2 separate regions of the Mustela erminea genome follow, and region 1 is linked to region 2. The links are chromatin contacts, called in public Hi-C maps. All regions are on one chromosome and are shown on one strand. The core of a region is the stretch at or near the end of the contact, and the rest is flanking DNA. Distances in the headings are between cores, read along the strand shown.

Region 1 (5,038 bases), core at 1,258-3,757, 280 kb after region 2:
TCTATATTTAAAGGGAAATCTTCTCCAAATCAGGAAGCACATTTTACAAAAATGCTGACTATAACAACAAACTATGTCTTATCAAAATGAGGCTCAAAACAAACATGGTTGTGCATTTTTAATATTAGAGAACTCTAGACGCCAACAAGGGCTTAAAGGGGCCCAGGCTTTGTGGAACACTAGAGAATAACAATCAGTATCTAACAACAACGGGCACCAAAGGTCAGGAGCAAAGGGCTGTTAAAATAGCAAAAAGGCAGTAATCCCAGATAGCATTTCAACAGGGAAGCGAGGTGAGTGAAGGTCGGCAGCCTGTGAGGGTGCAGCCCAGGCCCACTGCAGGCAAAAAGAACAGCAGTGAGGTCAAGGTTACTAGCGGAGTAAGCAAGGACCAAGGGGAGAGCCAAGATCAGAAAAGTTTTTGGAAGTTTGACCACACAGGGCTTTGAAGTCAACGCAAGAGTCCGGTTTTCATGATTTTGATCAGAAGCTACCAGAAAGTTTTGAAGGGAAGTGAAAGTTCTGATGATATTTTTTTAAAAATCACTGCTGTCTGGGGCTCCTGGGTGGCTCAGTGGGTTAGGCCTCTGCCTTTGGCTCAGGTCATCATCTCAGGATCCTGGGATGGAGCCCCACATTGGGCTCTCTGCTCAGCAGGGAGCCTGCTTTCCCCTCTCTCTGCCTGCCTCTCTGCTGACTTGTGATCTCTCTCTCTCTCTCTCTCTCTCTGTCAAATAAATAAATAAAATTAAAAAAAAAAATCACTGCTGTTTGGACAGAGACCATAGAGGAAGGAGAGCAGAAGCAGGAAGACCAAATCAGAGACTTAACAGTCATCTAGGTAAGAGGTTACTGTGGTTTTTGTTGGAGACCGGCTGAGATGTGGTCAGATTGGAGATATTTCTTCAAGGCAGAGCTAGCAGAATTGGCTGGCTGCTTGGATGTTGGGTCTGAGCTAAGAGGACCGCAGGAACCTCGAGTGTGGTAAGGAAGGTCAATGAGGGAGAAACAGAAGGGCGGACTGGGTGCGTGTGGTACCCCCCAGATTCTGTCTGGACATCCTAAATTCGAATACCCATCAGACTTCTAAGCAGAGCTGTTGAGGAAACAGCTAGAAATATGCATCTGGAACTCGGGACAGAAGGAAAGCGAAACACTGGGAGGCACCAGCTTATGGATGTTATTTACAGTCATGAGAGAGGATCTGGGATGGAAACTGCTTTGGGACAAAGTATGGCTAGAAAGAGGCTATGTCCAAGCACGGGGCGCTGCCGCTCGCCCGGGAAACTTCAGCGGCTGGGAAAAGAAACAGAAACCTAGAGACGCAGGAGGAGGGGCCGGGGAGAAGGAAGGAAATGCGGGAGAATGTGGCGGCCTGGAAGCCAACTGAAGAAAAAAAAACATGGAAGACGAGGGAGCAACCACCCGCGTGGTGTAGTAAGGTGAACACCTGCACAGGGTGGTGGAGGCAGCCTGCGAGGAGAGGGCGCAGGAGGAAACGCGAGTGGAACCTGACGCTGCGGAGCAAGGCTTCCATTCAAACAGAGTGCTGCTTTTTGTTTCGTTCTTAAATAAAGGGACGGCTGGGACCTCGCAGGGGACGTCTGGGCGAGGGGGTGTTAAAGGACGAAGAGGTTTAGGAGCAGGTCCTTGTTAAAGAGATAAAAGCACCGCGAGGAGCAAATGACCACAGACCAGGTGCCCGTGACTCCGCCGCCTAAGCGTGACTTCAGGTTCGGCACAGCGGACGCGCGAGCGAGGCGGGCCGGGATCAGGGAGACAGAAAAGGCAGTTACTCGGCTCCGTGTCCGGCCAACACGCTCTTCCGAGCGTTCAAGGGCCTCCTCTCCTGCCCTGACAGAGTCCTTTCCCCTCTTCCGTTCACGGCCGGACAACCGGCTCACAGCGGCCGGTCCGAGGTGCTCTTACCCAAACCCGCTTCTGGCCAAGACGCCGGCCAACACAAAAACCCAAACCGCAAGCGTCAGCATGGGTTCCGCGGGTCCGGCTGAGGCTCGCGCAGGACTTCTCGGCCGCCTGCTTCTGTTCTGAGGTTTTTTCCCCCAGAAACAGGTGTTCTGGTCAGAAGGAAACTGTGAAGCAAAGCAGAGGGCTGCGCGGACTCTCACCACAGAGGGAGAAAAGCGCCCGCCGGCCCCAAGCCCCGCTGCCCCGCCGCCGCTCCCGCCCCGGCGCCCGCTACTCGCCTGCACAGCGGCGGCCACCACCGCGCCCCGCGACTCCCTATTCTTCCTCACCCCACCGGGAGACGCCGCCTGCGGCTACTTCCCGCGCGCCGCCGGGACTGAGGGCGCGCGGCCCCGCGCACAGGCCCCGCCCCTCGCGGGCCCACGCCCACCGCGCCCGCGCGCCGCGGGGAGGGCGCTGTGCCCGGGTCCGGCACGCAGGCCCCGCCCCTCGCGTGCCCACGCCCGCCCCTTCCGCGCACCGCCTGAAGGGAGGGGTGCCCAGGTCGGGCGCGCAGGCCCCGCCCCTCGCGTGCCCACGCCCGCCCCTTCCGCGCACCGCCTGGAGGGAGGTCCAGCGCGCAGGCCCTGCCCCTCGGGTGTCCGCGCCCACCGCCCCCGCGCGCCGCCGGTTGGGCGGGGTGCCCGTGTCCTCCTGGCGCGTTCTTGCGGGTTGGCGCCAGGACGCGAGCCCGCAGAGCGTGGCCCAGCGGCAACCTGGCCCAAGAACCCTCCTGGGTCTTTGCGTGGAGGTACGAGAGGGCCGGAAGTGGTGGAGCGACGGCAGTCGCGTGGGGGGCACTGTCCCCGAGGCCAACAGGCACGCTCCACGCGCTGTTGCTGTTGCTTTTTAATGTCCCCGGGCGTCCTGGCTCGGAGGCGGTGTGTGCGGTCGATGCCAGTGTATCTGCTCCATACAGATCTGGGTGTTGGGATGAGGGTTGCAGCCGCTGCCTTCGCGCATCCCGGACTGGAGTCCCTAAACTCTGAAGGAAGGAATCCCCAGGCTTACCCAAACGCTAAACACTTCCCGAGGTCCTGCCGCTCTCCCGGTCCTCAAGGCTGCCCCCTGGCTTCTTCTTCCCTTTGGGGCCCCTTCACTGACTAGTGCTGTCGTCGGCCACATCCCTGGGGAGGGATGCGTGTGGCGCATCAACCCCTGCGGAAAAAGCTGGTTTCCTCTCTAGGGTTTCTTCCGCCCAAACGAAACAGAATGGAATTCCGCTGAATATGAACGGAGAACAAAAATGCAATCAAAAATCATAAAAAGCTTTATAAAGCCAACTATCTAATTCTACCCTATCTATCTCAAGACCCCAATCCTACTCGTACCCTATCAACTTAGTTCACCAATCCTCACTCCCTGCCAAAATTTCCTCTGCTTGTACTTCACCTGACAATCCTTCATATCACTGCTTTTCAGTTTTTTTACTGAAATACCACTGATGACAAGTTTGACAAACATTTATTTTCCCATTCACCACCACGTGGCATGCATAAATCAACCCTGCGTCACCAGTGTCAAGGGCAAATTTACTTGAAGTGTTCCATTTTATATTTTAAATCGATCCAAATTTGCATTGTTCTTTGTAAATATTCATGTGATATACTAAGAAAATGTGTTAAATTGGCTATGATTTTAATTGGTTTTCTCCTCAAATTATCAAGTTTACATTTCGAGAAAATGCACTAGTCATTTATGCCACAAATATCCGGTATCTTCTCTGTAACCGGCAGGAGGGATATAGCGTCAAGAAGACACACGTGGTTCCAGTCCTCATGGAGATTTTGAAGTCTAGTCCAAAAGAAAGACAAGAGGTAACAACAAGTAAGGCAACTCAAGATCCAGTCATTGGTCATGGTGAATGAATGACTGATACGAGCAAAGTGGAGAAGAGTGCTAATTAAATCAGGGAAGAGATGCCTCCTCCCCACATGTAAAATGTTTTTCTTGTGGCTTCACACCCCTGAAATGTTTGGCATTAAATGCTGTGTTTTCAAGATCTTGAACCTCTGACCTCTTTAGCTTACTGCACCATTTTCCTGGATATCTAACGTATGCGCAGCATACCCACACATAACTAGGTAAGGATGGAAATGACTTGAATATATTAAGGAACTTGACCTGATTGACATTCATAGATTATGGCACCCAATACAATTTTAGGATACATATTCAAGTACACAGGGAACAGTAACAAAATCAGATGGTAACAAAACTAGACCATATTTTTGGCCACAGAGCACATCTCAACAAAGAAAAATCAAAACAAATTAAAAAACTGAAATACAGATTTTGGTCTAAATATTACTAAAAATACCATATATTAGACCTTGTGGGTTATAACTAAAAATATAACTAGAGGGGATTTTTAAAAAAGATTTTGTTTATTTATTTGACAGAGAGAGAGTGCACATACAAGTAGAGAGGCAGGCTGAGAGAGAAGGGGAAGCAGGCTCCCTGCTGAGCAGAGAGCCCCACACAGGGCTCAATCCCAGGACCCCGGGATCATGACCCAAGCAGAAGGCAAAAGCCCCAACCCACTGAGCCACCCAGGTGCCCCTAAAGGAGAATTTCTAATCTTAAAATTATGTATTAGAAACCAAAGCCAATTAAAAAAAAATGAAAAAAAAAGAAAAAGAAAAAGAAAAACAAAGCCAGAGAATCAACTTTCATCCATAACAAGAAATTGGGGGGGGGGAGGGACAGGAAATTAAATTCAAAGGGAGAAAAAAAATGTAAATAATGAAAATAAGGCCAGAAGGCAAAGAAATAGAAAAAAGTAACTGAGGATCAACAAGAGTAAAAGATGGTTCTTGGAAAAGACTAATAGAATTAGTAAGTACTGGTAAAACTACTCAGGGAAAAAAAGGGACAAAAAGGCACAAATCATACTAGAAGTAAAAAGGAAGCACTGCTACACTACAAACTGTAAGAAATTTTAAAAGATTTAAGATATTATTAACAACTTCATTCCAATAAACTAGGTAAAATGAGCTGGGAGAGACAGTTATGTGCCTCTGCCTCTCATGTTCCTGGGTGTCTTGCTGGGTTCATCAAGAAGACCCTG
Region 2 (4,945 bases), core at 1,349-3,848:
ACCTAGTTAAAATCCTCAAAAACCTCACAATATGGCACAGCTGTGATTCTAATTTCTTTTTTAAAGTCCAAACACCCTCGAGAGAGTCTACTCTGTTATTGTCATCATCATCAACTACGAGGCTTTGCCTTCCCTAAAATGATGAAACACAGAAAGGAGGGTGTTTCAAGCTCAACACTCCCAACATTTTGGACTGGATAATCTTTGTTGTTGTTGTTGTTGGGTGGCTGTCTTTCAGCTTCTACCCACTAGATGCTAGTAGCATATGCAACCCATCTCCACCCCAGTCCCAACAACCAAAAACATCTCCAGACATTGCTAAATGTTGGGAACAGATAAAACATCTGAAATGGCTCCACAGGTGATTTTGATCCAAGCCCTGGAAGGGTAAACCTCTGAGGACCACCCGAAGGGAGTGATAAAAAGGTTCATTAATAACAATATTATGCAACCTGTGAGAAACGCAAACCAGGAGGCAAAACATGGTTATAAGAATTTAGAGAACAAATCGATTTGAACTAGAGTAAGCCAGAAAGGTTTCAGGGAGAAAGCCAGAAAGATGGCTAAACCACTAGGATCATACATCAAACAAAATGTAAAAAATTATTTTTAAAATATTTTATGCATTATCTATTTTTATATATTTTACTTTCTTTTTTCTCCCCCTGAGACATTTGGGCCAGAGTTAGAATAATAAAAAGAATTACAGAGGATGTGTGAAAACGTTTGCCTGAGATGGAATTTCCTGAGCTCATATAAGTAAAGACAGAAAATTGCTATATTCCTTTAGAGGAAGAAAAAGATGGAGGCTATCCTCAGCTCCCAATGGCCTTCCTTCAGGTTTGGATTGATGCTTAAATATTTAGTGAGTGCCTACTATGTTCCAGGACTAAACTCAAAAGTGGAACTGGGAATACAATAGTGAATAAGACTTCCAAAGTTTCTGCCTTCATACAACTTACGTTCCTATGAGGGGGGTGGAGGTGTGGGGAAAGATGAAAATATGTAATACAGCATACAGTAGTAAGTGCTATGGAGCAAAATAAAACCAGAAAAGGGGATACAGTGGGCTGAGTAAGGGGATTCAGTTTAGGGAGGTCATGAGAAGAATCACTGAGCTGATGGCATTGGAACAAAGATAAATGAAAGAAACGGAGTAAGCCGTAGAACCAAGAGGGAAGAGCATTTCAAGCAGAGGGAACAGCAATTACAAAGCTTATAGGGTAGGAGAGAACCAGGCATGTCTGAGGGTCAACCAGGAGGGGGCTATAACTGCAGCCGACTTAGAGCCAGGGCCTGGAGAAGAGCCAACAGGGAGATGGTGGAGGTAGCACACAGGCCCTGCAGACCATGGTAAGGACACTGGCTTTGACTATGAGGGTTCAGAGCAGAAAGAGTGTCACTGCTGGACTGAATCGCCCTGGCTGTTGGGAATCCTTTCGGAAGGCAAGAGTGTTGGAACAGAAACCAACTAGGAAAGTATTTCCGGCAGGAAGGTATGATGATGTGGACAAAACAGGGGCACTGGGGGTGTTAAGAGTGGGATTCCCGGCTTATTCTGGGTTCTACATAGAACACGGAGGAATTCCCCATGCTTTGGGTGTGGGCTGTGAGACAATGGGAACAGGGAAGGTCTTCGGCTTAAACAACAGGATCCGGCCATTCCTGAGGATCCTGTGGTCCACGCTGCCAGAGAAAGGGGTCGAGGCAGATCTTTGGAAACACATCTGCCTCGGACCACCCCGTATTTATTCCTCCTTGTGTTCCCCAGCGCAGGGGCAATAACAAAGCAGCCACCCATTGCCGGGCACCGAAAGTGTCTCCAACCACGCTCTGTGCCAGGGCCTTCCCAGACGTGAGGACCACAGCTGGGTAAGGTGCCGTTACCAGACCCAGTTTTTGGAGAAGGCACTGAGTCGGGGAGAGGGTATGCTCGCATCGCGAGGCTAGGAAGCGGCAGAGCCAGGGCTTCCACCCAGATCTTCCCTCGATTCCAAAACCACATGGAGGTGGCTTTGCAAAGGCAGCGGAAAGCACAAGCCAACAAAGCACAGCGCCCGGCGTGGGCCAGGCCGCGAGCAAAGGGAGGCTAACGCCGCGCCTCCCGCCTCCGGAACCGCGCTGCAGAGGACACCTGTTCGGCGAGGGCCGGGACCCGGTCCTGCACCCGGCACCCACCTCCCCCTCGGGCCTCCGCCCGCCTCCAGCGGCTTCGGGCCCTCCCGGATTTACCTGTTGCGGCACCTGCGCTGCTCCCACTCCGCTCCCGGTGGCCGCGCCCGCCCCCGCCACAGCCCCGGCTACCGCGGTGGCCGCCGCCGCCACCACGACCGTCGTCAGGGCGGCCATCTTTCCTCGCCCAGCCGCTCGGGCCGCAGCGGCCACCCGGGGCCAGGGGGTTCCGGCCTCGGGAGCTCCTGGTCCTGCAGACCGTTCCGGGCACCGTGGGGCTCCGCGGGACGCAGAGCACAGCGGAGCCAAAGCGTAGGGCGGGGCCGGGGCGCGGGGCGGGGCCGGGGCGCGGGGCGGGGCTCTGACAGGTTGCCGGGCACCGCCCAGCCGGAGTTGAGGGCGGGTAAGGCGGGGCTCTGCCGGGATGCAGGGCGGGGTCGGATGCTGGGCGGGGCAGGAGCGGGGGCGGGGCCGGGGCTCGGGGCGGAGCGGGAGCGCGGGCGGGGAAGAGATGTGGGCCAGGGTCTGTGCGCAGGGTGGGGCACAAGTTGTGTGGGCGGGGGCAGAGAGGGGCAGGGCCAAGTTGTGGGGCGGGGCAGGGGCGGAGTATGGGGCGGGGTCGGGCGGCAAGGCGGGGCTCAGCGGGGATGCTAGGCGGGGCTAGAGTGCCGGGCGGGGCTGGAGGAAGGAGTCAGTCCGCGGTTCAGAGCGGGGCGGGGGCGCAGGCGGGGTCCAGACGTGGAGCAGGGGCGAGAGTAGGGTGGGTCGAGGGGCGGGGCCAAGACGTGGGGCGGGGCCAAGACGTGGGGCGGGGCCGGAGTGCCTGCCAGAGCCACGCCTGGGAGCAGTGTGGGACGGCGTCAAGGCTGGATGCGGGGCGGGGCCGGACTGAAGCCCGAGCCGCCGGAGCGGGGGCGGGGCGTGGGCCCCGGGGGCGGGGTTGGGCGGATTCGAGGCTAGGCGGGGACTGCGTGCAGGGGGGCGGCGATCCGCAGAGCCTCCCTGCGCTGTTGCAGGTTTGTGTCAACTTTTTCCGTGCACTTGTCTACTCTTATGCAGCAAAATCTTTCTAATCCCCTCATTGAGCTCCGGTCCCCCACCCACCTCTTACTGTCAAACTTCCTTGTCTCATATATGCATACAGCTCTATCTATAGATGCCTAAAGATACTTTACGTAACAGAACTTCTTTCTAGGTTTCTACTAAGCGCTGGCGAAACTGGGTGTAAATGAAAAAAGGATTTATTTAAGGGCTTGAACGAGTAACTATTAACTAACACTTTCAAAGACTCGAAAGAGGGCATGGCCCATACTGTCAGATACCAGGGGCAGAAATGCCACACTTGGTCAATAAGAAGAGCTATGTCAAAGATACAGTGACGGGGGTGGGGGCGGGGGTGGTTGGAAAAAAGCCATAGATTACCGCTGCAATTAAAGCACAGGCAACCAGCGGCAATTCGCCTGGTTCTCGGACGCACCGTCTTTTCCTCCCGTATAAAGAAATAGATTCATTCATTCATCCCTTCACTCATTCAATCAATATCCAGCTCCTACTAGATACCAGGCACTGTTCTACGTCTTTAGAAGTCACTGTAGAGTTAGACACGAGTGCGCACGCGCGGACACACACACACACACACACACACACACACACACACACGAGGTTCCTTCTAAGGTTAGGGAATTTAAACAAGTAAACACACGGGTATTTACTGAGCACTTCCTTTGTGCTCTCACTGTTCTAAGGAACCCAGTGAAGCAGGTCCTGCTATTATCTCTTTTCACAGAGAAGGATACAAACCTAGGCTTCTGACTGTGGAGACCATCTGCGTAGAGACGTTCAACAGGCCGCTGGATACGTGCTTCTGGAGCTCAGAGAGAGAGACTAGAGATAAAGATGTGATTCTGGTCTTCATCTGCTTGTAGAAAATATTTTATTTGCAAGTGCAGGGAGGGGCAGAGGGTGAAGCAGACTCCCCACCCTACCTGGGGCTGCATCTCATAATGCTGAGATCATGACCCCAGCCCAAATCGAATCGGATGATTTACCAACTGAATCACACAGGTGCCCCTGCATGTAGAAAATATTTTACATAACTCTGAATGCGCTCACACAGGCGGGATAAACTGAAGTCTAAGAACAGGAGGAGGAGGAGGGAGACTCAGAAGGAGGGGTCCCAGAGAAGGGAAGAAAACCAGAAGTCCATGGGAAAGTGTTTCCACTTACAAAAAGTATTTTGAGGAGAGAATGATCACAGACCTGGTAGGGTTTGCCATTGGGAGGCTCAGTCAGGTGAAAACAGAAGTGCTGCTTGGGTTTGGTAACAGGGAAGCGGTGTCCCTGTTTGGTGAGGAGGACCAAAGCCTCAGGAGAGAGCTGAGGAAGGAGATACTGAAGGTGAAGAACAGAAATGATAGGGGTTTCCATGATTTTGCGATACAGGTGATCAGACAAAGGAGCTGGTTGCTAGAAGATGTGGGATCTTTGCTGGGTCATGTTCCAAGGGGAGGAACAGCGGAGGGCGTCCATGCCCTGGGGTCCGGGACACAAGGGAAAAGGTCAGTCTTTGATAGGAGCGTGGGCTATTCCTGACTGGAGAGTTGCAGCACAAGGTCATCGGTAGATGTGGAGAGAGAAGAAGGCTTGCTCTCCTCTCCCCATTAAGTAGGAGGAAGTAGGCAGCTTGGGTGTATTGCGAAGGTAAAACCTTTCTAATTTATATATGCATTTTGTCCAAAATGAGGTCTGTTGCTATAGCACCGCCTGAGCTCCT

What was found. A called contact is a pair of places that touch in the nucleus more often than the background predicts.
Region 1: a contact with region 2 is called in a Hi-C map of spleen, with 6 times the contacts expected there. The contact joins the enhancer-like site here to the promoter of CCDC112 in region 2. A contact is called at or near these places in 3 of 3 Hi-C or Micro-C datasets (fibroblasts, skeletal muscle and spleen).

The regions. Positions count from the first base shown.
Region 1 is chr3:17,810,019-17,815,056 of mMusErm1.Pri, forward strand. All of the region lies in intron 3 of LOC116587166, which reads right to left. Among named protein-coding and RNA genes, the nearest start is that of FEM1C, 48 kb to the left of the region's middle. Within about 2 kb of position 2,508, the one cell type or tissue checked has open chromatin away from gene starts, as enhancers often do. A contact at or near this core is called in fibroblasts, where this site is marked.
Region 2 is chr3:17,528,233-17,533,177 of mMusErm1.Pri, forward strand. CCDC112 (coiled-coil domain-containing protein 112) reads right to left here and starts at 2,599. Exons shown (of 9, transcript XM_032335392.1): 1 at 2,233-2,599. The coding sequence starts at 2,349.